2 separate regions of the Anser cygnoides genome follow, and region 2 is linked to region 1. A link is a contact called in public Hi-C data. All regions are on one chromosome and are shown on one strand. The core of a region is the stretch at or near the end of the contact, and the rest is flanking DNA. Distances in the headings are between cores, read along the strand shown. Region 1 overlaps LOC106038939 (deleted in malignant brain tumors 1 protein-like). Region 2 overlaps TACC2 (transforming acidic coiled-coil containing protein 2).

Region 1 (3,525 bases), core at 311-2,810:
TAAATATGTCTGTAGTTGAGCAACAGTTATGCAACTTCTTACGAGTTATTGGTTTTGGTATATTGTTTTAGGATGGTCCATATTTCAAATGTTTATTTGTTCATATAGTTAATATTAGATCAATTAGTGAGACAAAGGTTTTTCATATTTGCTAGAAGCTGAAATTAAAACTTGAATATCTAATTTAGAATACATCTATTCTAGATGTATTTGGAATATAATTCAAAACATTTACACATTTGTATTTTCTCTGAATAGCTTGAGCCTGTACTGAAAAAAAAATATATAGAAATCCATGTTTATTTTCCTCCTAAACTTTCTTAGATCTTGATTCATCTGTTAGGATGCAAGTGATCTATCTATAAATACTGTGTTCAGTTTTGGGCTCCTTACTACAAGAAAGATATTGAGTTGCTCAAGCGTGTGCAGACTCTAACAACAAAGCTGATGAAGGGACTAGAGAACAAGACTTATGAGGAGCAACTGAGGGAATTGTGTTGTTTATTCTGGAGGACAGAAGGCTGAGGGGAGACCTGAAAGGAGGTTTCAGTGAGGAGAGTGTCCATCTCTTTTCTTAGGTGACAAGTGATAGGGTGTGAGGAAATGGCCTCAGGTTGCACCAGCGGAGGTTTAGGTTGGATATTAGGAAGGATTTCTTCATGGAGAGGGTGATTGAGCATTGGAACATGTTGCCCAGGGAAGTGGTTGATATATCTTGGATGTATCAGAGTGCAAGAAATAGATGCATATTTAAATGACATCTAGAATGCCATTTTTCTCCCCATTTTTTATGTTTTGGAAATAACAAGATGAGGAATCAAATGTAACCAGGACCTCTCATCCTTCCTAGAACTGGACTCTTTTGGCATCCTGGAGAACGTGAATTCAGTTCCTGCTCCAATCGATATCTCTCATACTCCATTTATTACTGCTGTCATGGCCCTGACAGCTCCTGTTTTCGCTCCTGTTGGGTTTCTTTTGAAACATATAGTGAAGAAATCAATTCCATATCAGATCACATGAGATTTGGTAAACACCTGCAGCTGATAACATTGGTTGAGTAATTTGATGGATTGAGTAATGTCCTTGCATTGAGAAATCTCCTCGACAATTCAAAATTAAAGGTCTTCTGTGGTGATAGATAACCTCATGAGAAGGGATGGGCTTGACATAACTCAGCACTGAATGAAGCCAGAAGACCAGCGAAAGTTTGCAGATCAGTAACAACCTTCAAATTAGTCAGTTGCCACCTACAATATTAGGCTGTCAAATCTTAACACTCCATTTGAATCAGCTTCCTCCTCTCAAGATGGAGATCTGGCCTCTGCCACTGAAAAATATAGCCTGGGTTGTGGGGAACCCACATGGCCAGTTCTTGCTCCACACCAAACAAGAGTTTGTTTCCAGTTTCCTCAGATGTAAATTAAGATCAATAGTCCTTCTTTTCCACAGGGGAGTTGTGAGTCCATCACACAATGTGTGCTGCATGATAACCAGAAATGGGACTTGTCTAAGTACCTCTGAAAGGCAACAGATTGCAACTCCACAATAAATCGCAATGTGATGCAATGTGTGTATTTCAATTTACCCTTCAGGCAAGGCTAGGACTATTGAAACTTCCCTGTAATGTTTTCTGTTACCACTACGGTCAGTGCTAGTAAGCAAAATATTTGAATACAAGTATTGCTATTATACTTTAATAAGATTTCTTTTACGTCGTGTTCTGTCACTTCAGATTTTCTGAGATGGAGATGAAATTTTGCATGGCATAATGAAATGTTTCAGATGGAGAAGATTCTATGCAGCTAAAATATCTAGACAAGCATACGTGACTGAAAAAAAAAAAAAGAGAAAGAAATGATTCTTCCAATTGCGTATGGATCCTCCTGAATAATGTCTGGATATTTTGTGACTAGTTCTTCAGGAAGATCCTTCTTGTTGAGAAAATGTAGATTTGAGCTATTTTCAATTATGGCTGATTTCCAATATAAAATATGTAATCACAAAATGAGGAAGGCAGTGTTTCTAGTGTGGTATTTCTGTTTTAATTCCTGCAACCGTCTTTGCATTTGAACTCAAAAGTTTTCCTGTTTCGAGGAGTTAAAATAAATAAATTTTTCCAAGCAACATGTTGTGTATATATGGGATTCTTCTGTAAAAACACAGGCACATGACATACCTGGGTTCTGGAAAAATCCAGGAAGACCTTATTTGTCTTCCTGGTCTAGATCCTTATTTGTCACAGGCCCAGATCTTCTGTGAGATAAGCCCTGCATAATGTTGTATGTCTGTGACTTACTGGCTAACACAGGTACATCTCTAAAACTCATACAAATCCTTAATATACTATTACCACAATGATATAATTACTGCTACAGCCTAGCCTAGCACTTCACTCACAACCAAAAGCAATTCTGGAAACCAACTTGAAAGTCCTTTGTTTATTTTTCTTTGTTAATGGATAAGGTCAAATGAAATCAGTATAACTTTTTAAGTAATATCATAGCTCTGCCTTATGCAGCGGTGGCGATTCATCAGCTGGAAGGAAAGACAATTAGCAGGTGCAACAAATGAGCATCACTGGAGCTTACTGGGGCTTAATGACCTTCCCAGAATGCAGTGTGGAACAAACGTCTTGGCCATCACAAGAGAGCGAACAGGGTGTTGGTCCAAGAGTGCCAGTTAAGGCGTCTTCTCCTCCTGTTTTCCCGAGCAGCAATAAACGTTGTGGATGGTACGTGTTGGACCGAGATACCAGGAGATCCTCCTCTGCCAGCCCATCAGGGGGCAGCTTCTGAGAAGATCTTTGGAGAAGCTGACCCTTCTAAGAAGTGCTGTACTTCCTTGTTACTTGCCTGCAGGTGCCTTTGTGAGCTGGACTGTGCCTCTAGAGACTTTGGCACAAAATGGGATGTGGCAGAGGCAGAGCACCATGCTGTTGGCAATGAGGAGCACCTCACTGGAGCCCTCATTGCTGGGCAGCTTTGGTTTGATGTCTCTGGATCATGCATTTTTGTCTTTTATCACTGCATTGCATATGTTTGAGGCTGGCTCTGGACTGTGGCCAAGGCAGATAAAAACAGCCTTTAACAGCTACTGTTAGGGCAGTCCCATTTGAGTCGATAGACCTTTGGTACCTTTATTGCAACATTCAGACACTTAGGAAAGTGAAGAGAGCAAAGCCCTGACTTTTATTATTCCTAAGGTTAACCTGCTTAGGTGTATCTGGGGGAGGAAGCTATACACGGACAAAATGAGCTTCTGTTACAGCCTTCCTGCTTTGGAACATGTTCAAAACTTCCCTGAGGAAGATACCTAGATCAGCATTCAATGTCTTTTGATTTACTGCTGTAATAGAGTAATTGCATGCTGCAGGGGAATTTTTTCCGTGGAAGGTTGCTGATGAAGAAGGAGATTGAAAAGGTGGAACTTAGACTGTGAACTGGACTGGATGAAAATTTGATGATTCACATGTACTTAATGCTTACAACCAAAGAATATGGAGTAGCTAGAGAGCTATAATAA
Region 2 (3,525 bases), core at 595-3,094, 200 kb before region 1:
GAGGCCTGTAACCTGAACAGTCATGCCGTGACTTCAGGGGTTGTTGTGCTTTTAGCATCGTGGCATACCGAGGGCTTTTAACTTAAGACTTTTTGAGTCCTGGATTTTAGCTTTTCTAAAAGGCGAGTCATCGAACGGAGCGTTTGCCATGTTTGCTGAGGAGAAGGGGCCGTGTGAGAACTGCACAATAGTCACTAGGAACTCACTGACTGACTTCATGCACAGAAAGCAGAGAGGACTCTTGAATTCCTCTGGCAGTTAATGCTGTGGTCTGTAAGAGCTGTCAAAACTTCTCATTAATACTGTTGGGTTTGTGGTCAGCTGAGAATTTAAATAGGTTTTGTAGGAAGAAGCAATTTGTGGGAGATGGGGGAAAGAACAAGGGAAGGGACAGCGCGCTCCTTACAGAAGTTCAGACCTAGCTGAAGCTCATCTTTTCGGAAGACTTCGCTGAAGCTCCATGGGCACTTCTCAAGTTTTTCACCTTATGAATTTTCATGATTATTTTACAGCACTTCCAAGCCTGATAGCTGTGACGAAGCTGATAAGCTCGTTTCTGGGGATGTACCGTCGGCTGCAGCCCCTGGTGAGGGTGTAGAGCTGCCTCCTCAAGAAAGTGAAGGCTTCGCAGAGGAAATAAAGAGGTACTGCACAATGTTATTTCATATGCTAAAATACATTTCCATGTCTGTACATCCATGGCTTAAGAAAATAATGGGTGTTTTGTGTAAATTGTGTGAACATTATTGCTAGATTTTGAAACCAAATGCTGGACTATGAAGACCTCCTTGCTCCAGTACGTTTACTCCGAAAGACCAGAAGAGGGAGCTGAGACTACACTACTTAATAGTGTACTGATCTTCCCTGCTACTTTTTAAATTATTCATTTTTTTCATATATTTCCCTTTTTTTTTTCCTCAAGAGGACTGTTCTGCTCAATCCCTTTCAGATACTGCCAGTGTCTTCCCCACACTAGTCATTTGCATTGTAGTTGTCAGCAATGAAGGAAGAAGTTCAGCTTGTATTCGCTCTTTCTGAAGAACTGTTCAGTTATCTTCATTTCAAAGCTGATGTTCCTCTCCTTCAGATTTGCACCGACTGGTGTTTGATAAATGGCCTCGGGGATTTTTGCTGGAAGCCCCCCAGGCTGCTCCTCCCTGCTCAGATACAGGCAAGATGAGACGTGTGCTTGGATATTCATGTCAAAGCTTCAGGTGACGCCTGTCTTGTGGGTGATTAACCAGTGTGCTGTTGTGGTTTGGCAATAAAGGCATGCCCTTATTGTGACATCTATTAATGGAAAAGGTCACAGCACAGCTGAGAATATTAAATGGGCACTCCCCGGAGAGCATCCTTCTCCACCCCACAAATACAGTTCGCCAGCTTGTGACAAGTACAATACAAGACAGGAGACAGCACGGGAAATGCAGCTATTCTACTTATCTCTGTTCAGAAACGTCAAAAGATGCCACTGCCAGCAGGAGGGTACTCTGGATCATGAATGGGAACGTACACAATAGACATGTTTTGCTGTGGAACAAAGAATTAATAGCTATCAGCCAATGCTAATCAGAGCCCATCCACAGGATAAAACCTAGGAAACATGTTGGTTATTACGTATTTATACGCTACTGAAAATTTTGATCAGAAAATGGTGTCTTGATCTTTAGTGTAAGTTACATGGTTGCTGTGACATAGGTTAGGTTGAGTCTTCTGTGTCATGCTCCTCTGTGGTACTTTACTGCACCCAGGTCTTCTTAACCAGTGTAAGGCTGGTGGGGAAAAGAAGTGCTTGAAGTTCTTGAAGGTCTGTTTGCAGCTGGTCTGCAAGTTCTGTGACCTAGAGAGGGTTTTCTGAATGAAGGATACCCTGGTCGTGCTCTAAAAGCTGGGTGAAGTGGTCAGGTGAGGTTGTAAGTTAGAAAATGCTCACCACAGGGTGTTGGCTCCTTCCGCAGAAGCTTCCAGAATTGTTTGAACTTTAGGGATACCCTGGCCTGAATGTCACATTCTGCGAGCGCTTTGGTGTGGTCAAAGGTTATTACCACTTATGAATCCAGAGGTTTATTGAAATGGAAGCCACCAAACCACAGTGTAATTCTTTTTTTGCCTTTTCATCAGAATTCGGCATCAGACAAAGAGAGGAGGAATAATTTGAGCGGTGTGTGGATGTGCAGAGCTGCTCTGCTCACGTATTTAAATTGGCTTGTGCCTCTGAAGTTTCTGTTTGGTTTCAGCAGTGACGTGGTGTGTTTAACAATGTAAATATGTGTGCAGAGGAATCTCTGGGACGAGGTAAACAATTAAGTAATATTAGTAGAATTGCTTAATGCAGAGTCAAAATCTAGTGCAGGATGTCAGTAACCCAAACGTACCCTGGCACGCATCCTCATTATGCCCTGAGAACAGCACGCTGATCACCCACAGCGTTCTCTAAAGCTGAAATCACCTTTGCTCTTTTTGTAATGTGAACACAGATTTTTCTGAGATCTTTATGGAAATTAAGATGCCTGCAGAATTAGAGATATCTGTGGGATGAAAGATGGTTATTCCATCCTCCAGAAACACAAATGTATTTCGGTCCAGATAGCTCTTTACTGTGATAATCAGCCCCTTATGTAAATACCTCTTGGACTGTCTTACAGTTTTATGTGATTCATGTGTATCAAAGTCAACTCAAATCAGCCATGGAAAATAACAGCGTTTGAGTCAGGTTATGTTTCACTTTGTCACATTTATGGCAACTGCCTGGACAGCGAGGTGCTAAACCTCGGCAAGTACTTTGCCACTGCACAATTTTCTGCAGAATGGATCCTTGAGGCATTTCGGTCTCCTCGGCGATCGTGGCAATCATGTTATTAACTGTATCACAGACACTTCGTAATTTGGGAGAAGTGCTGAAATATTGCTCGTAAGTGTAACTTGTCATTTAAGGAACCACTTCTGATAGAGCCGGAAAGGCTCTGAAGAGCCAATCCATCCTCCTGATGGTCCTGTGAGGGGGAGAGACGGCTGTGTAGTCATTCTGGAGAGCAAAAAGCAAATGTTGTCTTTGTGCATGTCCTCATCCAGAGCCTGACTACATGCTTTAAATCTACGCCCGAGATGTTAAATGAGGCTGGTGTGATTGAGAGGTGGGGCCTCCTTGTCAGGTACATAGCTTTTGAAAGAAAATTGACACTAAAATAGATTGCAATTAGATAATTTTGCGAGAAGCTGGGCGGATAGGGAGCTTCTGCTGATCTCTGAATCTCTGCAATTAAATGCGCATCTGTCTTAGCCAATGTTCCCGAAATGAGCATGGAACCAACTGGAAGCACAGCAACAAATCTTTCTATCCACAAGCAAAAAGTCTTCATGGGAAGCTCAGCTTTCTGTGCTGTTGGTTTCTAAAAGATGTTCTCATAATACTTGCCCAGGAGGAAGCAAAACTGAATTATTGGTGTCACATGCAAAAACAGGATGAGCTTTTTGACTCCTGGGTTGTGTTTGCTTGGTCACGTGTTGAAAGTACGTTTTCTCCTT

Evidence for each region. Hi-C and Micro-C count contacts between places; a contact is called where the count stands out from the background.
Region 2: a contact with region 1 is called in a Hi-C map of liver, with 8 times the contacts expected there. The contact joins two enhancer-like sites. A contact is called at or near these places in 2 of 7 Hi-C or Micro-C datasets (both in liver).

The regions. Positions count from the first base shown.
Region 1 is chr7:4,879,971-4,883,495 of Taihu_goose_T2T_genome, reverse strand. It overlaps LOC106038939 (deleted in malignant brain tumors 1 protein-like), which reads left to right. Exons shown (of 13, transcript XM_067000496.1): 13 at 851-2,127. Among named protein-coding and RNA genes, the nearest start is that of HTRA1, 55 kb to the left of the region's middle. Within about 2 kb of position 1,560, at least 2 of the 3 cell types and tissues checked have open chromatin away from gene starts, as enhancers often do. A contact at or near this core is called in liver, where this site is marked.
Region 2 is chr7:5,083,715-5,087,239 of Taihu_goose_T2T_genome, reverse strand. It overlaps TACC2 (transforming acidic coiled-coil containing protein 2), which reads left to right. Exons shown (of 24, transcript XM_067000460.1): 7 at 513-644. Among named protein-coding and RNA genes, the nearest start is that of TACC2, 65 kb to the left of the region's middle. Within about 2 kb of position 1,844, at least 2 of the 3 cell types and tissues checked have open chromatin away from gene starts, as enhancers often do. A contact at or near this core is called in liver, where this site is marked.